3 separate regions of the Mus musculus genome follow, and all the other regions are linked to region 3. Evidence: chromatin contacts called from public promoter capture Hi-C data. All regions are on one chromosome and are shown on one strand. The core of a region is the stretch at or near the end of the contact, and the rest is flanking DNA. Distances in the headings are between cores, read along the strand shown. Region 1 has its middle 66 kb from the start of Gm52302. Region 2 overlaps Rftn1 (raftlin lipid raft linker 1). Region 3 overlaps Rftn1 (raftlin lipid raft linker 1).

Region 1 (4,581 bases), core at 1,268-3,767, 120 kb before region 3:
CCAGTTTCGAATAAAGCAGCCATGGCTCGGCTTGATGATGGAGTCTGCCGGCAGCTTACAGTCAGATCTGCTCCGGTTGTGCGTAGCTGGATACCCGCGCATCTCTAAATATCCATCTCCTTTATTCTAACAGAGCGGAGAGAGCAGCTGAAGGCAGTTCTGCCATCCGAGCCAACTGTGCTCCTTACCAAATTCCTCATTGCTCACACCTTGTCTGGGTTTAAATATAATGCTTCATTTATTAACAGGATTCTCAGTCACACACACACACACACACACACACACATACACACATACACACACACACACACACACACACACACACACACACACCTCCCACCCGCCATCACACACAAATCCTAAGTGTGTTCTATTTGACTTTGAGGACTAATCAGTATGCTGACAGGCTAGCAACCCAGCTGTCCCACTGTTTCTCGGAATGGCCTCGCTGAGCTATACTGTAAACAAAGCCACTTCTATTTCCCTAGAAAAGGTGTGTTTGGGTGTGTGTGTGGGTCCTCTGTTTAAGCATCATCTTCATTTCTATGAGTTTCTGGGATGTCAATCTTGGTGGTGTATCTTAGGAGTCACTGGACTAATTTTGTCGTCAGTCCATCTGGAGATGTGGTTTTGTTAGGAAGGACGTGTGATAATAGCAAGAGTGGCAGTCTTGTGTTAATAGTTTGCCTTTGAATTTAGAACTAGAAAACAAGATGCTGATTGCAATAATTTGCGTTTGTGAAAGCAATTTAGTACAATCCTTGCACATGTTCAGGGATCCATATTAAACGCATTTGGAGTTTCAGGGGTGGGCAACATCTTTACTCTTCAAAAGATGGTTGAGTAATGATTGCTTTGGAAAATAGAGACTTCTATTGTAGTGATGCCTTCCATATTTCTCTTCCGTGAGGATTTATCCTGTCATAGTTCTGTCTCTGTGCCTTACACTTGAGTTCATCCCAGAGGTGAACTATCAGTCTCCTGGATCTAAAAGGCCTGGGTGTTGGTTTTAATGCTGACACCACTGTGGTCCACAAGTGCTAATCTCTTGCAGGCTGCAGTGACCTGTGAGCACAATTAGAAATGAGAGGCGCAACAGTAAATGTCAAAATAAAAGCATTCAGAGCTGGAGTGATCTCCCCCAGCCCAGTGAGTGGTTTAAGGCTGCCTTACTATGCTCCTGACAGACGTGGGCGGCAGGCATCACAGCGTGCCCCTTTCTCGGGTGAGCAGTGTGAGTCTGCACTTACCCCTGACGCTGGGCTCTTCCCTCGAATGACTGCACCCTTACCACTGACTTACTCTAGGCTGTGGGCTGTGGGTTCATGCCAACATCTAGCCTTATGGGTTACAGAGTAGCCGTTTAGTTAGGTCGCCACATTCTTTTCCATTCTTTGTCAGGGTGGCTCTGTGTTCTAGGTCTCTCAGGTCTCCAGCTTGGCAATGGCACTTGAGGCATTAAAGAGGTTGACTATGATTGCTGGCAGAAAGTATTCAGGACTGGGGATGAAGAGCTGGTGCAAGGAAAGACAGGCATCACCGCTGTGCTCAGCCAAGGCCACACAACTGTGGAGTCTTGGCTGGTACACCCTCTCACACTCGCCAGACTCTGGGACCCAACTCTAAGTACATGTATGAATTACAATGGACACAGGTGGGCCTCTTACCACCAACCCCCCAAAAGAATCCTTCAGCATAGGTTAGAGATGTGCCCCGGGTGTGACATGCTTCTGTATAGGAGCCACCCAGAAGCAATCTTAGTCACTTCCCTACTACTTCTCCTGTGACCAAGGTTAAGTTCCCAGGCTATTCTCAGCCAGAGACCCACTGATTATCAACTAGCTTCTTGGTAAGGCCTGCTTTTGGCCTTTTCAGAATTCCTCCTTCTTCCTTGAGAGTGAGAAGGGCACGCTAGCGACATGTCTGTGTGGCTGCTATATTCTGGTGTGGCACTCCTGCCTGTCTCCCGTGGTGGTTCCATTGTTGTGGGCAAGGAGGCTTCATGGCTTTGGGCGTGGCTCCAGCTCCGGCTCTGGCTCCGGCTCCGGCTCAGATGCATATATGGGCTTACGAAGCTGTTGCTTGGAAGGGCAGCAGCCAGCGTTTGAGTGGTGAGTGAACATGTACAATGCTCCACTGTCTGAAGAGAAGCCTAAGAGCGATATGGAAAGAGAATAATCACCCCTGCCCTTGTCCACAGTGTCCGACATCCACAACCATGAACTGGGGCCCTTTCCCTTGATCACACCTAAGCAGCGCTGAGTTCCCTGGCTCTTCACTCAGACTTCCTCCCCCACCCCATGATCCATCCGTTCAAGCCCAGTTTTAAGCTCCACTTCTGGTAGGATTGGCTGTTTCCTTTGCCCATCTCCCTACTCCGAGGAGATTTTAACATAGACTTTAATTTCATTGATAACGTTCGCCCTGACTGGACGAGATTATTGAGGGCAGGAAGTAGGGTGTGTCTCCCACAAGCTCAACGGCACTGCCCACAGTAGGCAGGTGCTTCCTGTGGCCTTTGCACATTAGAGCAGGATGAGAGATCAGGACACAGAGTGTGGCATCACTGCTGGTCCACTATGTGCTGGGCACTGGTGCTGCATCGCTGGACTGGTCCCTGGTATGTTAATGACGGACAGGGATACGTTGTTGTACTACACACCTAGCCCCTCAGTCTGGAATGTACACAGTAGCCTCCAGAGTGCTAATCCTGCAAAGGATGCTATGAAGTTGTGTGTTTAAGATCAGTTCTTTCCTGGATAGGTATTTTTCAAGATGTGTGAGTTATGAATGTTTTCTTAAATTAACATGGTGCTTTTAATTCATGAATTTTTCTGTGCCTCGGTTTTTTTCTGAAGGTGGCTCTCCAGAAGCAGAAGATCTCTATCAGCATTAAGCAGCAGAGGGCACTGCAGCTAAGGAGATGAAGCAGCAGAAATAGCTACACATGGAAATAGTGGAGACTCTGTGAACCTCCTCACTGATAGCATACAACAACTATGTTAATGTAGTTGAACTACAGCCTATATATATATATATTTTTTTTTTACCTTATTTAATTTAAAATGAAAGACAAGCTAAAGATTTCATGGAAAAGAGTCAAGGAGCATTTTCTATCTCAGAGGATTTAAATTATTATTGCTTATTATTATTATATTAAATATACTATGTATAATATTATTATAATTATATATAACATTTTAACATAATTTGTTATAGTATATCATAATAATTATTATAAATATATTTTAATTACTATAATTAAAAGTTATAATTGCATATTTATATAAATTTTTGTTTATATAAATGCAAATGTAAATATAAGATATAGCTTATATTATATTAAATAATTAATATATAATTACATTAGTATATATTATTCATATTATATATATGCATATATATTCATTATAATGACCTTGAACTCCTGCTACCTGGGGATCTACCTTTCCAGTTGCTAGAAGCATAGGCTATGCCTCCACAGCTGGTTACATGCAGTGCAAGGGATGAAACCCAGGGTTTCATGTTTTCTGGGCAAGCACTCTATCAACTGAGCTATATCTCAGCAACAGCATAGTCCAACTCTATGACAGGTTCATCATCCCACAAAGAACCCCTGTAGGTTACCATCCATTTTCCATCCTCCTTTTTATACCTTTAAAGTTTTGTCCATTTTGAATATTTCATATAAATAAAGTCATGAAGTATATGCCATCGTTGTGGTTTCTTTAACTTAAGATGACTCCAGTGTTTTCAGGGTTGCAGCATGTATCATTTCTTTATTGCACTGTATGGATACACTATATTTTTGTTTGTCCATATAGATATTTAGTTTTACTTTTGAGCTGCTGTGATCATCAATTGATGCTCATGTTTTGGGGACTGTTTGTATGTGTTTGCCTATGTGCTGTACACGAGAGCACGTTTGTGGAGGCCAAATGTCAACATGGGTGATCCATTTTTACTTAACTTTTATACAGAATGTGAAGGAAGGGTCCACATGTATTGTTTTTTGTGTGGGTGCCTGCCGGATTTGGCATGACCGCCGAAGTGATGATGTGATACAGTTCCCACCCCTGGGGCAGAGACAGCATGATGTGGGTCTCCTTGAGTGCTGATAGGTAATCTAGTCATAAGGCTTGTTTGCATAATAAAGCACATGATTTACTTCATGTTCCTCTTTTTTGAGAATGTTCTCCCTACCAAGGTTAATGGCTCCATAATAATCACAAACAGTGTGATTCCAGGAAGCAAGAATGTTTCTGGGGATCCTCAGCAAAATGATGGTGCTGTGACCTTCAGGACAGCCCTTAAGGCTGTGGGAAATAACTCTGAAAACATGAGTTCAAGAATACATGAATCAGTGTGAGAACTGTTCTTTACAGGATTTAACAACTCTGCAAAATATAAGGATGCAATATGAATTGTATGAGGGTCTTCACAGACCTGAAAGAACAGGAGGCAGCTACACTAATGAGTCAGCTCTGTCAGAAAGATATTAAGAAAAGAGATGATTTGGGCAATAGAGGGGAAAACCTGAATCATAAAAGAGAAAAGGAAGAGTTAAAAAATAAGGCTCAG
Region 2 (4,330 bases), core at 509-3,008, 78 kb after region 3:
TTGTCTTCCAAGTAGCTAGAAGGAAAGTCTCAACACCTACCCTCACAGTGACATACTTCCTCCAACAAGGCCACACCTCCTAATAGTGCCACTCCCTGGGCCAAGCATATTCTAAGCCCCACAGACTCAGAGCCTTACTTTGTAATTGCCTGCCTGACTGACTGACTGGTTGATTTCTTTGCGCTCATGTCATCCAGGCTGGCCTGACACTCTCTATCCTTCAGGCTCAGCCCCCTGAATGCTCAGGTAACTGTTATGGGCCGTATCACTCAGGTGTTGCTATTTTAGCCAGCCATTCTCTGGCAGAGGGCTAACTTTCTAGACTGTCCTCTCTCTTAGACTGTGGGATAGGCCCCATCCTACACTGTGTTCCACCCAGACACCCTCCCAGGACCTTGTACTCACCGGCAGTCAGTGTGGTGAACTCTAGAAAGCAGTACTCATAGGTCACATCTACTTTGGTCTCCACCTGAGGTCTCTTCAGAGTTGAATAAATGTTCCCAGGCCGCTTTTCTTCACGTTTCTCCAGCTTGTTCAAACTGCAACCCATCTTGACAGCTGTCTACAACGTGGAAAGAACCAAGGGCAGATAGAGTTGTTTTGTCATTAATTTTGAAACACCACAGCACAAAAGACCCCCCCCCCTCCAATTTACTGGAGGGATACATCAAAGACCTAGGTGCCTGCGAAATCACAGGCGTGATTTAATACAGCCAGAATACGAGGGACCGGGCCACCTTGTCTCATGAGTACGCATTACAAGACACCCTGGAATAGCTTGGTGACCCCCAAAATGTCCCTGCTTTGTATCTTTTCTCCTCCATCTAAGGAAAATAATACCTCTGAGTAGCTTCCTGCACTATCATCTGTATACGTGATTTAAAAAAAATAGGGCCTAAAAAGCAATACTGTGCATTATGCTGTCAGCCCATCTGCAGAAATACAAGACACATGTCACCTTCCACATGGTTGCTAAGGGAGAATAATAAGTTGTTGTTATAGTCTCTAAACTCTGGCATCCTTTCTCCCTCAACAATAATTATTTAGACAGGAATTGATATTCAAACATCTCAAAAGTAGATGCCCCCTTCTCGTCTTCCTTTTTATTCAGGCCAAATGGCAGGAAATAACTACACACACACACACACACACACACACACACACACACACACACGTGTGCACACACACTTCAAGTCTTTTCCAGCTAAAATGAAATCGACGGAGCCTAACAGGGCCAGAGAGACCTCAAGCCGTACCTACCCGTGTTGGAAGATCAGTGGCCTCAGCTTGCCAAGGAGACAGAGAAATGGGAAAACAATAAACGGAGAGCAAGATTCTCTCAGTCTTTGATTGACACCAGTGAAGGTTTCCCATGTATTTGCATAGAATGACGTGTAATTCACAACGTGTCTTACTATGGGAGGGGGGGATCCCCTTTGCACCCTGGGCATGAAGTGTTCCTCCTCTCTGGCACACTGCCCTGCCATGGAAATGCTTCTCTAAAATACAACACACCACACACACACACACACACACACACACATGCGCACACACAAAAGTGCAGGGACTGCTTCCTCTAAAGACAAGGATTTCCTCCGCTGATCCATTCATAGGGTTCCCAGCTTCCTAAAGCCATTTGGCAAGTTTCAGAAAAACAAACTGAACTTCAAAAAAAAGCTAGTAACGGCATGGGAGGGAGCAGGAAGGGGTGAGGTAGGCACAACCACGACCTGCCTCTGCTTTGCAGTAATTAAAAAAGGCAGAGAGAATGGATAGCAACCGGAAGCCTGACTTATGCCTTAATAAGGGGACATTAGTGTCCAAGAGCTGGAGCACATATGATGTATGTGCAGTCTGTGTGAACTGATAACTTGAAAACTACTGGGTCATTCTTCAGACACAACAGCTGATGTGTGCATCGGCTACTGAAGGAGCCATGCAAAGCAAGCTGCTGCCGTGTGTAAGTGGGGAGCAGAAAGCAATGGACCTGAGGCTCTTGGTGCAAAGAGTCCAGAAATGTCCTTCATTCCTGACAGTTTCTAAGAGTTGAGCCCGGAGGGAAAGGAAGGAGTCTGTGAGCACAGCACAAGGCTGGCAGGAGCTTGGAGGAGCCGAGGTGAGCTCTGCTATACAGATTTGGGCATGTGGAGATGTTGGGGACCCTGCAAGAGTAAAGGATGAGGGAGAAAAGGAAGGGCAGGCTGTGACATCTGTCATCCTTGGCCTCATAGGTCAGAAGCCAAAGCCACCACTCGCCCAGAATGCCTTTATGAGCTGTAAAGAGGGTGCCCTGTCCTCTGAGGAATGAAGTCCTATGCTAGCTGTGGTGAGGAGAGGAGGGGGGAGGGGAGGAGAGGAGAGGAGAGGGGAAGGGGAGGGGAGGAGAGGGGAAGGGGAGGGAAAGGGGAGGGGAGGAGAGGGGAAGGGGAGGGGAGGAAAGGAGAGAAGAGGGGAAGGGGAAGGGAGGAAAGGAGAGGCTGGACCTAAGCCCCTACTTAACCGCTGTGAGTCACCTTCACAACTGAGGGTCACACTGCTGCATCAGTAGGGGAAAAGAAACCAAGAGGGTGAGATTCCAACTGGTCATGACTGCCCTAGAGGCACAGGCAGAGAAGTGTGGAGAGGAGGTTTCCCAAGCAGGAGAAAAAGATGTAAAGACAGCCAGGGCCCTGAGAAGCAGAGATGACCACGAAACCTGTCTGTGGATGAAGAGATCCTGAGGCTGGGTGAGCTACCTGTGGAATGCTTGTACAGTGTGCTGGCCAGCCAGCTCCAACTCTCACTGAACAGAGCTAACGCTTACCAAAGCAGAGCTGGGAGGAAATGCTGCTCTCACTCTCTCTCTCTCTCTCTCTCTCTCTCTCTCTCTCGCTCTCGCTCTCTCTCTCTCGCTCTCTCTCCAGCTAACAGGACTCATTTCTCACACCACTGTGCTCTGCAGACCTTATCCCCTCCCCGTCCCCCAGATCAGCCAGGAAAAGAGAAACTACCCAGCAGCCTTCTTGAGACAGCCCCAGCAAGCATGGTACAGTGTGGACACACACAGATGACCAAGGACGTCATCTAGTGTATTGCTCGCCAGGCAAATGGCAGAAGGGTCGCAGGGAGAAAGACAGAACAGCCCTTTGTATGGGTCAGGCACCCTACTTGGAATATTCAAAGCCTGAAACCTTTTGAGAGATGATGTGGGGAAATGGTGGGTCTCAGAGCATTTAGGAGTTTGGAATTTCACAAGAGGAACTCAGCTGGGAAAGTCTATGTTAAGATTCCCCCAATTCAAGATTCTGAAATCTGAACTGATTAGATCTCCAAGAATAAGGGATTCTGAGTCGGTGCCAAGTGCTGGTGAGCATACAGAGCTGTTCAAGATTGGATGTAACTCTTCTGTTTTCTTTAAGTATTTACTTACTTTAAATTGTGTGTGTGTGTGTGTGTGTGTGTGTGTGTATTTGCTTACATGTATGTCTGTGCACTGTGTGCATGGCTGGAGCCCATGGAGGCCAGAGAGGGGGTGAGACTCTCTGAAAACAGGATTACAAGCAGTTGTAAGTTGCCACGTGCATGCTGAGACCCAAACCAACCTGGGTCCTCTGCAAGAGCAGCAAGTGCTCTTCAGTGCTGAGCCATCTCTCCAGGCTCCATTTCATTCTTTAGCTGTCTGTTTTATAATAGAGAACAGCAAGATTTTGCATAAAATATTCCTAGTAAATATCTCTTATAGTAATAAATGCTGCCAAACCATGTCACCAGTGAGTGCTTTTACATCTTCAAAATGAAAAAGAAAAAAAATGAATAAAACAGTACAACCCAAAGCAAATGGAATTCTCCTGCTTATTCTGCTAGTGAGATAGTTTGGGGGCATGGCAAATGGTAGTCTGTGGGAAGGTTGTGTGGATACTGTCTTGGGATCTAGGGAATCCTCTCCAGATCTGTGTCAACAAAAATGTGTAGGTGTGGGTATCACAAAGCCCAAGAACGCCCATGGCCCCGCTTCCCAGAACCACCTAATGACCTCATAGCCACTTCTATACATGGGAGTATACTCATGCAACTGAGATTCAGAAACTAAGGAGTTCACGGGACAGCATGGCTCTGTCCCAGTCAGTGTTCTTCTGCTGTAAAGACACCATGACCACGGCAACTCTTTAAAATGAAGCGTTTGATCGGAGGCTTGCTTACAATTCAGAGGTTTAGTCCATTATGGTCATGCTGGGATGTGTGGCGGTATACAGGCAGACATGCTGCTGGAGAAGTAGCTGAGAGCTCTACATCTGGATCCGTAGGCAGCAGGACTAGAGAGCAACAGTGGGCCTGGCTTGGACTTTGGAAA
Region 3 (4,504 bases), core at 1,183-3,682:
TTTATAAATGGCCATTAAGATTATAATCTCAGGTCTCAGTCTGTCATCGAAGGGAAGACAAGGCAGGATGCTATGCCCCTAGTCGCATCACATCCACGGTCACGAGCACAGAAATGAATGCAAGCAGGCTACTCACACAGGTGCCCTAGGCTACCTTCTCCTCTCCCAGTGTTCAGGAGCACCTGCCCAAGGACTGGTGCCAAGCACAAGAGGCTCCTTCTACATCAGTTTAAAGATCAAGAACCCGACCTAGGTAATTGCTCAACTGAGGATCTCTTCTCAGGAGACTTTAGGTCGTGGCATTAGTTAAAACTGCCAGCACAGCAGAAATACCACAGAATTTTAGACAGCAAGTACGCCCTGCTGTAAGCCGCTCGGTGTGACATAACATCACAGAACACAACTATTTCAGGCCCTAAGGAGGAAGACATGGGGGCATTCTGTTCAACAATGCCCTCTTGTAGGACAGGCCTGGTAAGGCTGGCTGATCAAGCATAGCCTAGGATGGTAACCAGTATGCTGTGTCCCTGGAAACCACCCTGGGAGAAAGAAGTGGCTCTGAGTAGGAGCCTCCAGGAGCCAGGGTCTGGTCTCTGAGGGAAATCACAGTGTAAGGGGACAGGTATTCAGTACAGCCAGCTTCTAAGCAATAAGCAGTGACCAGAGTCTCCTGTTGTCACCCTGTGGGATGTTTTCCCGAGGAAAAGGCCATACACACTCTCAAAAGGCCATGTGGTCTTAGAAAAGGACACGGGAAACACCTACTTCCCCCTAGCCTGGAGCTCAGATGTCTGGACTTCTAGAATGGACAGAGAGATATGGATTCAAACATAAGGAAGACAGAGGGTCACAATGTGATCCTTGTGGGGACATGGGACTGACATAGCCTCCTAGGTTGTCCTGTTTGAAAATTAATACCACATACATGGAAGCCTGGAGAAGCTCAGGGACACACTGTGACATGCATTTATTGTCTTCCAGGCCCAAACTTCATAAGCGGTCTTGTAGTTCAGAAGGCGAAGGATCCGGAGCTAGCTAGAAAGGTGTCACATCTACCCTAAGCCTTGAGACAGTTTCCTCAAACTTCCTGGGCTTCAGTTGCTCTCCTGGTGGGTAGGACTGTGGTGACTACTGTCTATTAAAAAGCCCACAGGGACAGGGTTATACACACCTCCCAGGACACAGAGAAAACAGAGCCTTTAGTCAGAAGAACAGGGAAGGGCACAGATGTAACATGGCTTGATAGTTTTAAAAGGATCCTCGCCTTCCAGCTTGAGTGGTCCAGTCAGTACATGCTAGCTTTCCAAGCAGTTTGGTAATGGCGAAAAGCAATGGCCTCTGACTGCTTTCACGGTGGCATCTTTATAATACCCAAGGGGCTGGTTGAAAGCAGATGAGATGACTCCAATGGATTGTTGCCTTTGCAGTTAGAGGGATGAATCACAATGGGGGTGTGGGGTGTTTGGTTGGCCCAGGCTTGGCAGGGGAAGAAGATGGACAATTCGATTCCATCAGTGATAAATGTGACATATCCAGATGACATCCACGTAGAAATGTCTGCCAGACCGTTGAAAATACATTCAAGTCTGAAGCTAGGACTGCGACTCAATTTGCAGACTACTTGTCTAGTGTTTGTAAAGTCCTGGGTTTAATCCTAACTGCTGAGTGAACCAGGCATGGTGGTGCACACCTATAATCCCAGGACTCAGGAGGTGGAGTCAGGAAAACCAAATGTTCAAGGCCATACTCAACTGTAGCACAAGTTCAAGGCCAGCCTGAACTACACAAGACTCTGTGTTAGGAAGGAAGGAATGGAGGGAGGGAGGGATGGAGGAAGGGAAGGAGGAAAGGAAGAAGGGAGAGAGGGAGAGAGGGGGAGAGAGAAGGAAGGATACACACACTCTCCAAGTCAGGTGGCTGGAGATTTACAGCATCAGCATCCATGTGGTATTTAAAGCCTGAGACCAGCTGAGATCTTCCAGTATTCCCAAAACACCATTCTAGGAACCAAGGGAAGCAAGGAAGAGATTACAGTAAATCTACAAAAAGGAACTATCTGAAGGGACCATCTTGTGGAAGTCCATTAAGGCAGCGTGTTGTTGAGGTTGGGAGAAGCCACTCTGTCAATTGCTTGCACGAACTTCACTCAGCATCCTCACTCTAATTTGCATATTCTTCCAAATCCTAGTTCAACGGCACAGGGCTGAAGGTCTTTGTGTGCCTTTGATATCTGAGTATTCTGCTAAATTGACAGACTGTCAAGATACGACACGGGATTGGTTCAAGATGCCTGGGGTCCTTTAGAGGCAAATAGGCTTCTGGATTGTCTCCTAGAAGCAACCTCGGGAAAACTGAAGGGAGCTCTCTGGTCTGTCCCTGCACGGGCCTCTCATGTGCTTGGCACTGGAGAGTAGAGGGTGTCTGACTTCAGCCACTCCAAAGGCATCCTCATAGTTTGGGAATTGCCCTCTTCAAGCCACTAAATATATCCATTTCTAAGTAAATCCTGTTACTACGTGTTGCAATAAATATTTGAAGTGATTGCAAGGGAAAATACCAGAAGCCCTGAATTCTTCTTACAAAATGAGCATAACTTGTAAGCTGAGCTCATTTGGGCCTTTGGAGGGCAAATCTAATCTAAAGCTACTGAAAAAAAAAATCTTTAAAAATGATCAGCTCTTCCTTTAAGTAATAAACACATGGCAGAGAGCTATGATACTCACGACTTTTAAGTAATAAACATGTAACAGATCTCACGTCGATAATCTTAGATGTCACGACCTACGTCATTTCAAAGATAAATCTAAATTATTCCCTCTTTCCTAAGCCAGCAGGCAAAGCTTACATTTCAGCCATAAAAAGAACAAGAGGTTGTGTAGCTTGCCAGCAGAGTCATCTTTTCTCTATTTAGAAATAATCACGAGAAGCAGAAACAAGAAACAACTTAGACTGGAGCACTTCCCCAGTCAGATAAAAAGTTACTTAGTAAATGTCAGTTGTCTAAAACAAATGCTTTATCCCTGGGAAACAGGAAGAGAGGTTAACACCCATCCATTCCAGCCAATCCTTTCTTCTCTCTCTTCCTCCAAAACACCAGGTTAAATTAGCAAGGTCAGATTAGCTATTTTTTTTAAATAGTAGAGAAAGAAATGAGCCAGTAATAGATCTGTGCTGGTTATCTTTCGTCAACTTGACACAAGCTAAAATCTGAAAGGAGAGAATCTCAATTGAAACAAACAAACGAAAAATTGGCTTGTAGGCAGCTCTGCCAGGACATTTTCTTAATTAATGACTGATGTGGGAATGAATGCCCAGCCCACTGCGGGCAGCGTCATCCCTGGTCATGTGGGCCTGGGTTATATAAGACGCAGGCTAAGTGAGCAGTGAAGAGTAAGCCAGTTGGGGTTGGTGGCATCAAGTCAGATACCGCCCTTAAGAAAAGGACAACGCAAGGGCTGGAGAGATGGCTTAGGAGACAGCAGAACATTTGCTGCTCTGGGAGAAAACTTGGGTTCAATTCCCAGCACCCAACTCCAGCGCCCAGGGATTATCCAATGCCTCTGGTCTCTCTGTACTCCGTATACAAATGGGCACAGGCAGGCTCACACTCATGCACATGTGCACACACACGTTAATAAAGAATACAAATATTAATAATAAAATAATTAATAAAACAATCTGTATTCGATCAGAAGTGTGAGGATTATTTCTATTGTCTAGGATCAGGAATTACTTACTCCTTAAATCAAGGAGCAGAAGAGCAGTGTCTTTAAGACTGTTTGGAGATTAGTCATAGGGCCATAGAGGATAGAGATTGGCAAAGTTCTGGCTAGAAAACAAACAGTTGGAACAAGATAAAATACAAATCTGTCTGGCAAAGAGCCATGAGCACAGGCGAACTTGTTACGTAGCTATGCCAGTAGTGGGTAGCAGATGCATAGATTAACTCACTGATAGAATGACCCTGGGGAGGGCTGCCACTGACGCCTAAAGCAGTGGATAGGGAACAAATGGAGTTTCCCCTCATCCCAATAGGAAGTGCAAGATGGCACCAGATTAAGCTGGTGGCACAGTGTGATGCAGGAAGAATGGAAAGATTTCCAAGGAGAGAGTAGTTAGTAAGAGAGACATCTTAGGCACTTCTTCACCCTGTCTTTGGTGGCTTGAGGGAGGATAATAAATCAAGCTGTTACTAAGATAATTCTGGAATAATCAGGAAAAAGAGGATTATGAAATGAGAGCAATGGAGTTCAAAGTTCCCCTAACACTACGCTGAAGGTTTAAAAATGCTTGAGAGGGAAAAGAATGGAGAGAGAGAGAGAGAGAGAGAGAGAGAGAGAGAGAGAGAGAGAGAGAGAGAGAGAGAGAACACGAGAGCGAGCGCCATGGATCTTTAATGACTGCAGCTATAGGAGCACCAGGGGAGCCCAGGAGGAAGCGGGATGGAAAATGTGCCAGCCAAGTTACTGCCCCTTCTGATGTCCCTGGCCCCTGCCCCCAGCAG

The links. Capture Hi-C pulls out chosen DNA fragments and counts their contacts.
Region 1: a promoter capture Hi-C map of adipose tissue shows a contact between it and region 3, with 2.5 times the contacts expected there. The contact joins two enhancer-like sites. A contact is called at or near these places in 1 of 39 promoter capture datasets (the C10 cell line), 2 of 15 datasets of contacts at CTCF or cohesin (CD8 T cells and large pre-B cells), 14 of 484 Hi-C or Micro-C datasets (the 63-12 cell line, 8-cell embryo, B cells and 9 more), 2 of 115 datasets of contacts at active chromatin or transcription factors (CD8 T cells and bone marrow-derived dendritic cells) and 3 of 9 other capture datasets (adipose tissue, liver and pancreatic islet).
Region 2: a promoter capture Hi-C map of adipose tissue shows a contact between it and region 3. The contact joins two enhancer-like sites. A contact is called at or near these places in 1 of 15 datasets of contacts at CTCF or cohesin (CD8 T cells), 10 of 484 Hi-C or Micro-C datasets (B cells, CD4 T cells, Th1 cells and 5 more), 7 of 115 datasets of contacts at active chromatin or transcription factors (CD8 T cells, cardiomyocytes, double positive thymocytes and 4 more) and 2 of 9 other capture datasets (adipose tissue and liver).

What each region holds. Positions count from the first base shown.
Region 1 is chr17:49,966,109-49,970,689 of GRCm38.p6, forward strand. No RefSeq gene overlaps it. Among named protein-coding and RNA genes, the nearest start is that of Gm52302, 66 kb to the right of the region's middle. Within about 2 kb of position 2,518, at least 40 of the 459 cell types and tissues checked have an H3K27ac peak or open chromatin away from gene starts, as enhancers often do. A contact at or near this core is called in adipose tissue, where this site is marked.
Region 2 is chr17:50,168,598-50,172,927 of GRCm38.p6, forward strand. It overlaps Rftn1 (raftlin lipid raft linker 1), which reads right to left. Exons shown (of 10, transcript NM_181397.2): 2 at 406-562. The coding sequence starts at 550. Among named protein-coding and RNA genes, the nearest start is that of Rftn1, 20 kb to the right of the region's middle. Within about 2 kb of position 1,759, at least 53 of the 459 cell types and tissues checked have an H3K27ac peak or open chromatin away from gene starts, as enhancers often do. A contact at or near this core is called in adipose tissue, where this site is marked.
Region 3 is chr17:50,089,664-50,094,167 of GRCm38.p6, forward strand. All of the region lies in intron 3 of Rftn1 (raftlin lipid raft linker 1), which reads right to left. Among named protein-coding and RNA genes, the nearest start is that of Gm52302, 57 kb to the left of the region's middle. Within about 2 kb of position 2,433, at least 28 of the 459 cell types and tissues checked have an H3K27ac peak or open chromatin away from gene starts, as enhancers often do. A contact at or near this core is called in adipose tissue, where this site is marked.